Regions from separate parts of the Sus scrofa genome. Here region 1 is linked to region 2. Evidence: chromatin contacts called from public HiChIP or PLAC-seq data. All regions are on one chromosome and are shown on one strand. Each heading gives the region's core, a stretch centred on a gene start, on an enhancer-like site or on the middle of the called end of the contact. The rest is flanking DNA. Distances are from core to core; before and after follow the strand shown.

What was found. HiChIP or PLAC-seq counts read pairs in DNA pulled down with a chosen protein or histone mark.
Region 1: an H3K27ac HiChIP or PLAC-seq map of skeletal muscle shows a contact between it and region 2, with 3 times the contacts expected there. The contact joins two enhancer-like sites. A contact is called at or near these places in 1 of 47 Hi-C or Micro-C datasets (skeletal muscle) and 1 of 2 datasets of contacts at active chromatin or transcription factors (skeletal muscle).

What each region holds. Positions count from the first base shown.
Region 1 is chr7:112,469,340-112,475,697 of Sscrofa11.1, reverse strand. The region is part of intron 3 of TTC7B (tetratricopeptide repeat protein 7B); the gene reads left to right. Among named protein-coding and RNA genes, the nearest start is that of TTC7B, 47 kb to the left of the region's middle. Within about 2 kb of position 3,412, at least 28 of the 83 cell types and tissues checked have an H3K27ac peak or open chromatin away from gene starts, as enhancers often do. A contact at or near this core is called in skeletal muscle, where this site is marked.
Region 2 is chr7:112,308,219-112,314,544 of Sscrofa11.1, reverse strand. All of the region lies in intron 18 of TTC7B (tetratricopeptide repeat protein 7B), which reads left to right. Among named protein-coding and RNA genes, the nearest start is that of CALM1, 150 kb to the right of the region's middle. Within about 2 kb of position 3,809, at least 1 of the 83 cell types and tissues checked has an H3K27ac peak or open chromatin away from gene starts, as enhancers often do. A contact at or near this core is called in skeletal muscle, where this site is marked.

The DNA of each region.
Region 1 (6,358 bases), core at 2,163-4,662, 160 kb before region 2:
CCTCAGGCAGCACCTTTGACAGCAACTGTATTTCTTCTCTTGTTCCAACTGCAGTCAGACAAACCCTCCCTCTGCGGTTTCAGCTCCCATTGGGGAGCTTCTGCTGGGTTCTGTCTCCCACCCGATAACCCCGGCTTCTCTTGTAACTCCACCTCCTCCCTCTGTCCTTTCCAGCCCTGGGGATGTCACTGGCCTTCGGCTGTGGCAGAATTCTGGGATGCCATACCATTCTCACCTGTAGACAATCTCCATGCATTAAATCTCCTTTATTTGAAAGAACTAGAATGATTCCTTTGTCCTAGCTGGAGCCTGATATTGCAAAAGCCAGGGTTGCAGGGAGACAGTGTGTGTGTTGCGGAGTTGGTGTGGGAAGGTGGTTGAGAAGGAGTCAAGGTTGCTGTGAGGTTTTTAGCTTAGCTGACTGGGCAGTGATGCTGTGGTTAAACCAGGTCAGGATTACAGGAGTGGGGGCCAAGCCTCTCTGGAGGGTCGGGGTGAGACACTGGGTTGGAGTCGAACCTGGTGATACCTCTGGACCACAAGGGGGTGCTGTCCAGGGAACCATTCTAATTCTGGGCTACTGCTCCCCGTGCCGTGGGTCTCTAGGCTATTGGTTTGTTGGTCAGGATTCAAGAACTGACTGTGTGTTAGATTGGGTTGCAAGGCAGGAGGGACTGAATTGCACTCTGAGGACCACAGAGAGTGAGGAAGGCAAGAGGCCCAGCAGGTGAGAGGGGGACTCTACCTGTAGGCCCAGTGCCTGCAGGTGAGAAGGGGAGGTCTACCTGTAGGCCCAGTGGCAGCAGGTAAGAGGGGGAGGTCTACCTGTAGGCCCAGTGGCAGCAGGTAAGAGGGGGAGGTCTACCTGTAGGCCCAGTGGCAGCAGGTAAGAGGGGGAGCTCTACCTGTAGGCCTAGTGCCTTTAGGTAAGAGGGGAGCCCTACCTATAGGACCAGGGGCTGCAGGTAAGAGGGGGGCTCTGGGCTCAGGAAGGGAGGAGGGATGCAGGTGCTTTTCCCTGGGGTTTACAGGGCCTAAAACCCATGAGCTTTGGTACATTTGTGGCAGATTTCTCCTCTTAAGTAGGTCAAAGTTAGAATGTGATGAAGGCAGAAGGCAGCCTGAGGTTTAATGTCCCAGGGAAAAATGCTCACGAAGGTAAGTCAGGAGCGGACGGCCACTGCTACCTTTGCCCCGATTGCTGAAGCCCGGCTTCCTGAGAGTTCTGCCGACAGTAACAAGTCTAGACATGGCCGTTCATTCTTTCCCCATTCCCGAGGCTCTGTCCTGATCTGGCCAGGCTGGACCCGAGTCCTGCTCTCTCCCACCCACACTCGGCTCCAGGCGGCCTGCCGGCTGTCCGCCCACCCGCCTCACCCCTGCCAGGCCTGTTCCCACCTCCGCATGTCGCTTGTCGTTTCCCTCCAGCGTGGAGCCTCTCCTCCCCCCTGGGAGGAATCCACCCTCGGTGACACCTCAGTGACAACCCCGCCGGCTCCACTGCCCACTTTAGCCTCTCCTTCCTCCGATCCCACCACCTCTATTTATAGTTAGTACCATCCAGCTTGGCATTCTGTTTTTGTTTAATTACTTCCCATCTGCCACTTGCCTCTCTTAGGTTGTAGGATTAATTAATTCATTAAAGCAACAAACATACACCTGCTCTGGGGTGGGCTCCGAGGCTGTGCCACCTCTAAGCTGCTGGCTGTGGACCTGGGCATTTGCACTGGGGACCATGCGGGCCACACAGGAGAACTTGTGTTGGGATGGTTCTTTAAACCTTTGCCCCTGGCATCCAGGGCCACACTATTGAAGATAAACTCAACCTGAGTAACACAGGTTGCTTAAGCAAAAGTGCAGTGTTTTTCGTATATTCTGAAATGCTCTCCATTTTTAGATGAAAATAGATGCTGGTTTGGGCCTGCTTTTTATAAAAAATAATCTTGTCTCCAACTCTTTTACCCACACTCACCTTCAGGCTGGATCATCCTAATTTGTGGACTGTCTTTCAGGTGGTTTTGCTCAGAACTGTCTCCCACGGCTCATTGTCTTTGAAGGTGAGGGCCTCCTTGGGCTTCCTTAATGAATTTTTCTCCCCTGCATTTCATGCTAGCCGCTGTATTTTTCACTCTTCGGGTTTGGGTCTAGGATCTCCTTGGGGCCTAGACTCATACCAAGCTGGCCAGATTATAAACGATCACCTAATATTTTAAAGCCAGGCCTCCTGACTCCTAGCACAGTGCTCGTGCTGCCATCACCCATCCCTTGGCTTCCATCATCTCCAAACCATGTCTGGTGTTCATTTTCTTCCCCCAACTGTTCCTGAGGCTTCAGGAATGAAAAAAGCATCCATATTTGGAAAGCTCAGAGCTCTCTGGGGGCGGGAGCAGAGCACAGACTGTTCTGGGGAGAGGGAGGGTGTGGGAGCTGGCTCTGTCGGCTTTCCCCCAGTCACACTGGGGCTGGTGCAGAAGAGCAGGAAGCCGTGCTGGCCCCTGGCTGGGCCTCCCTGCCCAGTCCCTTGATCCATGAGGCACAGCCTCACAAGAAAGGGAGAGGAACTCAGGTTTCCTAAACTCCTACTATGTGCCAGGTTCTGGAATAATAATAGTAAATTGTTAATAATTGCAACATTAAAAAAACTTTCTGAACACCCACTGAGCACTTGCTTCTTAATGCCCTTCATCCCCACATGGGTACCACCCCCAGTTAAGAGGAGGAGTAAAGGGTGGACCCTCTGTTTTCAGCCCCCAGTTCTTTTTCTCCTTTGCTCTCAGGTGCTTGCTTTGCAGATTAGGGCTGCTGTATCATTTGCATAGGCACTCCAAGGTGCGGAGACTAGCGCCCGCAGCACCACAGAGGCCAAGTCTACCCCGGGGCTCTGTGAGGTGCCTTGGGTTGCATTGAGTGGCTCCCAGAGTTGGTTGGACGTTGCAGGAGGTCTTGAAAACATCCTTCTCCCTTAACAGAGTAGACAACACTCGGGCTTCTTATTTAAACAGTAGGGTTCTTTGGCACGTTCGAAACCGGGAATTTCACATTAGGCCCTGAGCGGGTCGCACTGCGTCTGGGGCCCCACCAACGTGGGATGGAGGGGATTCGCAGGCAGCGGAGACCAACCGACGTTTTCTTGCAGTGCCAGCCTTTGCCGCCAGGGGGCGTGGGAGCCGCGTCTTCGCTGGGAAGCTCGCGTATGCGCAGAGCCTTCCGAGCGGCCTGGGCCCTGAAATTTGGGTCTTTGTGAGATTACGTTGGAGGTCAGGGATCGCAGAAGAAGTGTGAACTTGCCAACCGTCTTTATTAACCTTGGATCACTGAGTCTCCTAAGGGACTCCTGGGCCATTTCTCAAAAGCTGTGCCTGGTGTAGGCAATTACACACACGCCTCGCCGGTTCTCACTCGGCCCGGAGCTGAACCTCTCCTGATGGGCGCCGTTATCGTGCTGTGTGGTCACGGCGTTTACAGAGACTCCCACAGGAGCCCAGTGCGTTCAGCACATTAAGCAGTCAGGGCATGCATCACTTGAAAAGGGAAAGGAATTCTAGGTGTGAATTAGCAGGAGTGGATGTATCTCCATTTTTTTTTCATGAACTGAAAAATCCCTGGTCATAAGGACTATAGAAGCCCAAAGAGAGTTTTCCTAGAGTATTTCTTAGTAATTCCTAGAGTATTCCTTAGAGTCTTTAAGGCACAGAACCCAACCCTGATCTTTATGAATTTTGTATTTGCTAATGACCATGACCTTCTGGGTATCCTGGAGCCTAAGTACAATGTAGTAACAGAAGGATTCTTCCTCCCTGGCAGAAAAACTCTCCAGGCTGGGTCCCAGCTACTGTGGACTTGACCTGGGAGTGAGGTCGCTGGAGCAGGGTTCAGGTTGTCTCTGTCTCTGTGTGACCTTGGGCTAATTATGAACCCTCTCTCTCTAAGCCTAAATGACCTCATCTGCAGAGTAAGAAGAGAAGATTGGCTATCCTTTTTTTTTTCCCCTTTAGAAGCTGTTTTTAATTTTTATTATTCTTTATTTTTTCTTTTTAGGGGTGCACATGTGGCATATGGAAGTTCCTGGGCTAGGGGTTGAATTGGAGCTGCAGCTGCCGGCTTACACCACGGCCACAGCAACACAGAATCTGAGCCGCGTTTGTGACCTACACCACAGCTCATGGCAATGCCGGATCCTTAACCCACTGAGCAAGGCCAGGGATCAAACCTGCATTCTCATGGATACTAGTTGGGTTCGTTACCCCTGAGCCAAAAGAGGGAACTCCAGAAGCTGCTGTTTATATTTTGAAGCCTTGAGATCTCTTTAGGGACAGTGAAAAAAAAAAAGTAGTTTGAGAGAAAACTCTGAATGGAGTGAACGGGGTGGCCGAAGTGGGGCTGGGAGAGTCCTTGCTGAATGCTTTTGCCCGTGTGTAAAACCCAGAAAATGCGGGAGTGCAGTTGTGAGGCCTGCTGGGCATCTGCTGTGTAAGACTCCGGGAACTGTTCATCGTGGATGCAGCCCTCTCGCAGGCCTCCTCCCATCTAGATTTAACGATTCTGCAGACGGTGGCAAGCGAGATGCTGTGTTGCATGTAGCCACTCATCTCAGGTTGCTAGTCAAAGCTTCCTGTTTATATTTAGTTGGTGTAAGAAGAGTAAGAGCCCTCTTATTACCTCTGACCCAAATTCATATTTAAAGTCGGTTGTGTCGGTTCTTTTGGGGGAAGCAAGCAGAGACTCAAAGAGCCCAAAGAAAGTTTGGGGCCCTCAGTGAAGGTCCACTGAGGTGCTTCTTCTTAGTTCTTTCTGTGATACTTTGTCTGTCGCAGTCACTCAACTTCTCATATTGTTTTGGACATGTCTTTCTCCTCCATCCCTCTCGAGGCGGCCCATCTCCAGGGAGAAGACCAGTCCTGCCCTGGGAGGCCCAGCCGTGGTGCTCCGTGAGAATTTGTGGAATGGAGAAAGGAAGGCCCATCTGTTCCCTGGCCGCTCTCATTCCTTGCTGATGTTAGGGCACCCCAGGGCTACATGTTGCATGGTTGGGGTCCCCCTGAGGGTGATGAGTGCACTCTTCTTAGGAAAGAAACTAGAACCAGGACCAGAGTTTACATGGCATCATGTGTCATCAAGGTTGAGGCTCTGCGCTAAGATGTTAACTTGCTTAATTTCGAGTGGCGGGGGTACCGGTGATTGTTACCGTCTTCTCCATGCTTTTCTATATTTTATAGATACTCAGAAACATTGAGGAGCGTTGCCATTCCCTCAGGACTTCCTTACTGTAGCCAGGCAGCGGGCTCAGCCTTGTAATAATCAGTTGGAGCAGGAGCTGTTATTTTCATTTGCTTGATGGGGAAACAGAGGCCCCGAGATATTGAGGAAGTTGCTCAAGGTCATAAAACTAGAAACTGGAGAAGCAAGGATTTGAATCCAAGTCTGTCTGCGCATGTGTATTCATGTATTTTCCATGTGCGTGTATTTTCACTTCTTAGTATTTCACCAAGCAGATTGGGAGTAGTAGATCATAGATGTGATTTGTGGCACAAAGATTAAAAATAACATAACAAAGCATAGGATTACCACCTGACCTGCCAGTTCTATTCTAGGTGTATATCCAAGAGAATTAAAAACGTGTCCATGTAAAAACCAGTACGTGAATATTCGTAACAGCATAATTCATACTATCCAAAAAGTGTGAGCTATCCAAATATTCATGATGGATAAATGACAAATGGATCAATAAGTTGTGTTACATCCACACAACGGAATATTATTTGGCAATAAAAAAAGAATGGAGTGTTTGGAACTGGATAGAGGTGGAGGGTGTCCAATATTGTGAATGTAGTAAATGCTGCAGAATTGTTTACCTTAAAATGGTTCATCTTATATATCGTAAATTTCCCCTCCGTTAAAAAGAGGGAGTGAAGTACTGATACATGCTACAGTAGGTATGAACCCCTGAAACATTGTGCTAAGTGGAAGAAGTCGGACACAAAGGGTTTGTAGGATTCCATTTCTATCATAGGATTCCATTTGCATGAAATATGTGGAGTAGGCAAGTCCACAGAGACAGAACGTGGATTAGTAATCGCCAGAGTCTGGAAGGGGAACACCTGCTAATGGGTAGGGATTTCTTTTTGGGCGGATGAAAATGTCTTGGAATTAACTAGGGGTAAGGGCTCCACAACTATGTGACTGTGCTAAAACCACTGCGTTGTACACTTGAAACGGAGATGAAGTTTGTGGTATATGAATCATGTGTCAGTAGAGCTGTTATTAAATGTATATATAAATAATATAACAAATGAATCAATGCTTCCACTTGGAGACTGTCCAGCCTACTGTTACCGAGAGAGGGTAGTGGTATAGAGAA
Region 2 (6,326 bases), core at 2,560-5,059:
GGGGGCCAGAGTTGTCCTTCCAACTGGACACAGAGCCAAATTTTTGAAAGCCCAATGTCTAAAGAACCCGAAGGGTGGCCTAGCAGGTGAAGGTTCCGGCATTGTCACTGCTGTGGCACAGGTTCCAGCCCTGGCCCAGGAACATTTGCATGCCTCAGATGGGGCCAATAAAAATTAAAATTAAAAATAAAAAGCCAGAAGGGCTGACAGTGATCCTTCCAGGCTGGAACCAGCTCCCTTGACCTCACCGGCATTGCTTCTCGTGCTTGTTTCTTGGAAAAGTCAGGTTCGTGCGTGAGGGGTGCTGCGTCCCAGGGCAGCTCTGCCCAGCAGCTTGCTGCCCCTTCCTCACGTCTCCAGACTTTGGTCCTCGTGGCGTGGCCCGCCATGACTCTCGGGATGAAATACTGTAGCTGCGTCCTTGGAGCTTTGAACAACTTGGCACCTGAGATCACATTTGGAGTTACCCTTGAAGTTTTACTCACCAGGCCGCATCCACTTCTCATCGCCATAGCCTGTAGGACACAACAAAGCTCTTTGCTGTTCATGGGTATGGCTTTTAACATTCCACAAGGTGGAGGAATTGAATTCTGGAAGGCAAATGCCATACCTGCCTTATAAATTCCGGGCAGCGTATGCATCATGGTTACGTACCATGAGCGAGTGGAGTAAATTAGCATCTTTATAGCATGGGCACCATAGGGACTCTTTCAAAGCGCTGACTTTGAGTCGAGATTGGAATTGTATCATTTTTCAATATGGTCTTTGAAGAGGTAATTTCAGAAGGAATTCATAAAGCGAGCTTCCACTGAACTGTAAGATTTTACCATATGTGGTTTGAACTCTATGGCTCTGGGAGGCAAAATAAAAGTGACCTCCATTTTTGACACTTTATGGAAACCAGGTAACATCTGCGCCCATGATCAGCTCTAGCAGTGCTGCCAGGGTCTGTAAATGTTGCAAGCTTTAGAAGAAACTATTGAGGTCAAGGCCTAATATCCAAGGCCAAGGTGCTTCTCTGGCACGCATGGGTATCTTCTCTCTTGGTTGTTTTTGCTGGTGAGCTGAGTGTAGCGGGAGCTTGAGACAGGGGCCGATGGTGGCTCCAGATCTGAGGCTGGCAGGTAAGGTCACTCTGAGACGACCTCAGATTTCCAGCCTGATATAGGAGTAGGTCCCTGGGCCACTTGTGTGTCCATCCGAATGGCAAAGAGATCATGACTAGGACACATGAGCCTCCAGGTGCTCCATGAGGGAACAGCCACAGGCCCCGCAGGAGACAGACCCAGCAAGGCCAGCGATGCCAACCACTCAGTGCCTGTGCACTGGGATCTGCCCCCTGAGGCCCCTGCCCTCTGTCCTCCTTCTCCTTCCCGGACACTTCTGACCCCGGTCTTCAGGGTCCTCTCAGGACACCTGGTGGCCAAGCAGGTTGTGTGTGCTTTGTTGCTTGGTTTGTTTAGATCTCTGTGACAATTTTATTAAAAAAATTTTTTTTTTTTTTTTTTTTTTTGCTATGTTAGGGCCGCACCTTCAGCTCCCAGGCTAGGGGTTGAATCAGAGTTACAGCTGCTGGCCTACCCCACAGCCACAGCCACGCCAGATCTGAGCCACATCTGTGACCTACACCACAGCTCATGGCAACGCCGGATCCTTAACCCACTGAGCAAGGCCAGGGATTGAACCTGCATCCTCATGGATCCTAGTCGGGTTCGTTTTCTGCTGAGCCACGAAGGGAACTCCTATTTAAAGTATTTTTGAGTGAATAATATGTGCAGGTGGTACACAACTGAAAAGGCACACAAGATGTGGAGAGGCTTTCTGCTCTCCCTGGGCATCAGTCGCACTCCCCACGAGTGACCACTGTTTCCCCCTGGACGTGTCGGCACATCTGAGGGTAAAGCCATTGTGTGAATTTACCATAATTCAACCAGTAGCCCATTGAGTAACATTAGGTTATTTCTAGTGTTTTGCTGTTACAAACAATGAGTCAATAAGTAGCCTCTATAGATGGTTCTGCATCTGTAAGTAGACTCCTAAAACTGGAAGTGATGGACCAAAGAGTGGAGACACTTTCATTTTAAGAAATGTCACATTGCCTTCCACCGAATCGTGCCACTTTGCATTCTGGTCAACGAGATGTGAATTCCCGATTTCTCACATCCTTTATAACGCAGTGAATCATCAACTTCTAGATCTTCACCAATCTGATAGGTAGAAACGGTATTTCAGGTCTCTGCTCATGGCCTCTGCCCATGTATCTGCTTAGATATTGGGCTTTTCTTTGATTTGTAAGCATTTATCACGTGTCAAGAAATTTGCCTTGTGTCATATGTGCTAGAACTATTTGCCCCCATTTTAATTTTGTTTGTGTTGTGGGGGGTTGTTGTGGTTATTTATTGTTATTCTATTTTTTTTTTTTTGCCAAGCAATTTTTATTTTTACATTTATCAGTCCTCTCTTCATAGCAGCTGGGCATCCCCTGATATTTAGACAGCAACTACACACTTTTGTGGTCTCTTTTCCTAAAAGTTCCATGTATCTCCCAGTGCCATTTGTATAAGCACCGTCTTATAAAGAAAGTCGGAAGAGTTGTTTTACTCCATTTGGCAGAAGGGAAATCGGACTAGACCGAAGCCAGCACCTCTTCCATCTCATTGGGGCAGGGGTCGGGAGAGTTGAAGCCAAGCATCTTATGTTTGTTGCACTTGACACCAAGCTCCCTAGGAAACATCTACCCCCTTCTTGAGCATGCGCACCTTATCGCTGGCCACTGCAGAGTCACACTTCCCAGTCAGTCAGACTGGAACCAGAGTCTTCCCCAGGCCAAGTGGCTTCTTAGTGCCCATCCTTCAATCTCCACTTTGGGATGGCAGCTAAAAATGACTTTGCAGTAGGTGGATAATTTCTGCTTGTTACTTACTAATAATTATAGCTTTCACTTTGGCACCTCTCACAGTTGAAACCAGCGGCTATTCTTAGATGTGCAAGATCAGATTTTCTGATTTCTGCTGGGAATGTAAAGCTGTGATCCACACATGCATTCCTTGGCCCTGGCTCGACCCGGCCAGTTCACCTCCCCCCGCCACCAGGCTTCTCCCAGCCCCTGGGAAGCTGGGTTGAAGCGTAATCCTGTAGCATGGCCACCATGACGAGATGAAGACAGCTCCTGGACAGGTGGCGTGAGGGTCACTGCACAGGGAGTGCCTGCGGGAGGGAACACGCAGTACCCAGGGGGCAGGCCCGCCCTGACGCAGTGCCAATCTCCATGGGTCAGTCCCGCCAGATCTGCCCCTTCTACGGCCCCAGGGGTTTGGATTCCTGTCTACAGTGTGCAGGAAGCTAACGTTTACCAGGCACTGTGCATGTGTCAGACGTTATTCCAAGGACTTTCTTTGTTTTAACTTGGTTCATCCTTGTAATAGGCACCCAAGGCCGAAATACTCTTCATCACCCCCATTTTACCAACAAAGAGACTAAGACAATAGCTCTCAAGTCACCTGGGGTTACATGGTTAATCAGTGGAGAAGCGAGAATTCAAACCCAGTCAGTGTGGCCCCAGAACCCCAGCCCCTGCCCAGGGCAGGCACTGAGCCCCATGCGCACAGAATCTGTGCACATCGGCGTTTGTGCTGCCTTCGGGGCGAGGCTCTGGAGTGCCCTGGTCAGAAGACAGACACAGGCTCAGCCTTCATGGAGTTTGAGATGAGAAACGGAACAATTGCAGAAGCACTTGATTCCCCCCGCGCCAAGAGCCGAGTGCCCTGGCTGGGGGGGTAGTGCGGGCTCTGCCAGCACTGGGAATAGAGATCTTCCCCAGCCGAGGCCAGCCGAGACCTGAGCACTGGCAGGTGCAGGACGCCTGCGGGCAGGCCTGCAGACCGCGTGAGCTCTGAGCGTTAGAGGCCACAGGGCCTGAAGCCAAAATAGGAAGACTTGCATGGCCAAGGTGAGGTGGGAAGAGCCAGCCCTGGTGACCAGGTCAAGATCTCTTCCTAAACACACTGAAAAGCTGTGGAAGGATGTCCAGCAGGGGGTGAAAGGCCCAGAGGGAGGTTTCTAAGATCCCACCCGCTGAGTGTGGGGCGCGGAGTGGGAGGCAGCACAGTGGAAAGGGTGGGTCAGGACCACGGGTCTGCGTGACCAAGGGGAACAGCTGGTCTGAAGTGGCATCAAGAGGCTGGAGAGAAGGGAAACCTGAGATGCATTTTCCAGGTAGAACTGATGGGACCTGCTGATAGATTAGACGTGGGGGTGAAGGCAAAGGAGCCCTGTGTTGGGGCTGGAGTCGGCGGGTGACTGATGATTCCACGTTCTGCCATGGGGCGGGGGAAATGGATGGGCAGGGCTCAGGGAGCAAGAGAAACCAGAGTCCTGTTCGAACCCTATTTGAGCCCTTTTTTTTTTTAATTTGAGTGTGTCGGGTGCCTGGGGACATGCAAGTGAAGGTGTCAGGTCGGTGGCTGGATATTCAAGTCTACACTTGAGATTTCGGCTCGAAACATAAGTTGGGAGTAGGAGTTAAAGCCCAGGGCTGTGATGAGAAGGCCTAGGAAGAGACTATTGACGGAGGAGAGAAAGGGCCAGGACCCAAACCTGAGCCCCCAACATTTAAAATTTAGGGAGGAGAGGAAAAGCCAAAGGATCAGGAAGGAAGTGGGCAGCAAGGCAGGAGGAAACCAGGGCCAAGGGGGTTTACAAAGGAGCCTGCCCGGTGCGATGATCGAGGACTCGGACCCGTGGAGGTCCTGGTCCTACATGGTCTAGCAGTGGTACCTACTCCCTCGAGCCCTAGTCTTCTTCTCTGCAAAACAGTGACAGTTGTGACAGTCCCACAGGACAATGCTCAGAGAGGGTTAAGCAGGTAGCATCTACTGTCTATTAAAAGAAAGGTCTTCGGAGTTCCAGTCCTGGCTCAGCGGTAATGATCTCGACTAGGATCCATGAGGATGCGGGTTCCATCCTTGGCCTCACTCCATGGGTTAAGGATCCAGCGTTGCCGTGAGCTGTGGTGTAGGTCACAGATGTGACTTGGATCTGGCGTGGCTGTGGCTGTGGCATAAGCCAGCAGCTGCAGCTCCAATCTGACCCCTAGCCTGGGAACCTCCATATGCTGCAGTGCGGCCCTAAAAAGATAGATGGATGGATAGATAGATAGATAGATACATAGATTGATAGATAGATAAATGATACATGGATGGATAGATGATACATGGATGGATAGATGGATGGATAGATGGATGGATAGATAGATGATATGTAGATGGATGGATAGATGATACATACGTAGATGGATGGGTAGATAGATGATACATACGTAGATGGATGGATAGATAGATGATACGTAGATGGATGGATAGATAGATGATACATACGTAGATGGATGGATAGATAGATGATACATATGTAGATGGATGGGTAGATAGATGATACGTAGATGGATGGATAAATAGATGATACATATGTAGATGGATGGATAGATAGATGATACATATGTAGATGGATGGGTAGATAGATGATACGTAGATGGATGGATGGATAGATGATACATATGTAGATGGATGGATAGATGATACATACGTAAATGGATGGGTAGATAGATGATACGTAGATGGATGGATAGATAGATGATACATACGTAGATGGATGGATGGGTAGATAGATGATACGTAGATGGATGGATGGATAGATAGATGATACGTAGATGGATGGATGGATAGATAGATGATACATACGTAGATGGATGGGTAGATAGATGATACGTAGATGGATGGATAGATAGATGATACATATGTAGATGGATGGATGGGTAGATAGATGATACGTAGATGGATGGATGGATAGATAGATGATACGTAGATGGATGGCTAGATGATAGGTAAGATAGAGATCTTTAAGGTGGCTCTGGCAGGTAGCAAGTGCTGCTGGGAGGTTGAATAAGGTGGAGACAAAAGCACTGCTTGCACTTGGCGTCTGGGAGTTGTTGGTGACCTGAGAAGACAGGTTTGGGTGGGAACAGAGCCACACTGGTGTGGGCTGCAGAGTGGGTACAGGTGAGGCCTTGGAGGCAGGGGGTACACAATCCTCCCGAAAGGGCCCCTGGGGAGCAGAATGGGGGTGCCCAGGGGGTGAGGCAGCCGGAGAGGGATGTGGGGTCAAGAGGGGTTCAGATGGCTGGCACAGAAGCATGTTGACAGCACACAGGGACCCTCATCATCCGGAAGAAGAGGGGGGTCCGTGAAGGCAGGAATCCCTCCAGAGGGTGAGAGAGTGGTGGGGTCCAGGGCACAGACCTGAGGTGTCAGCTCTCAGGTGCAGCAGGAGGG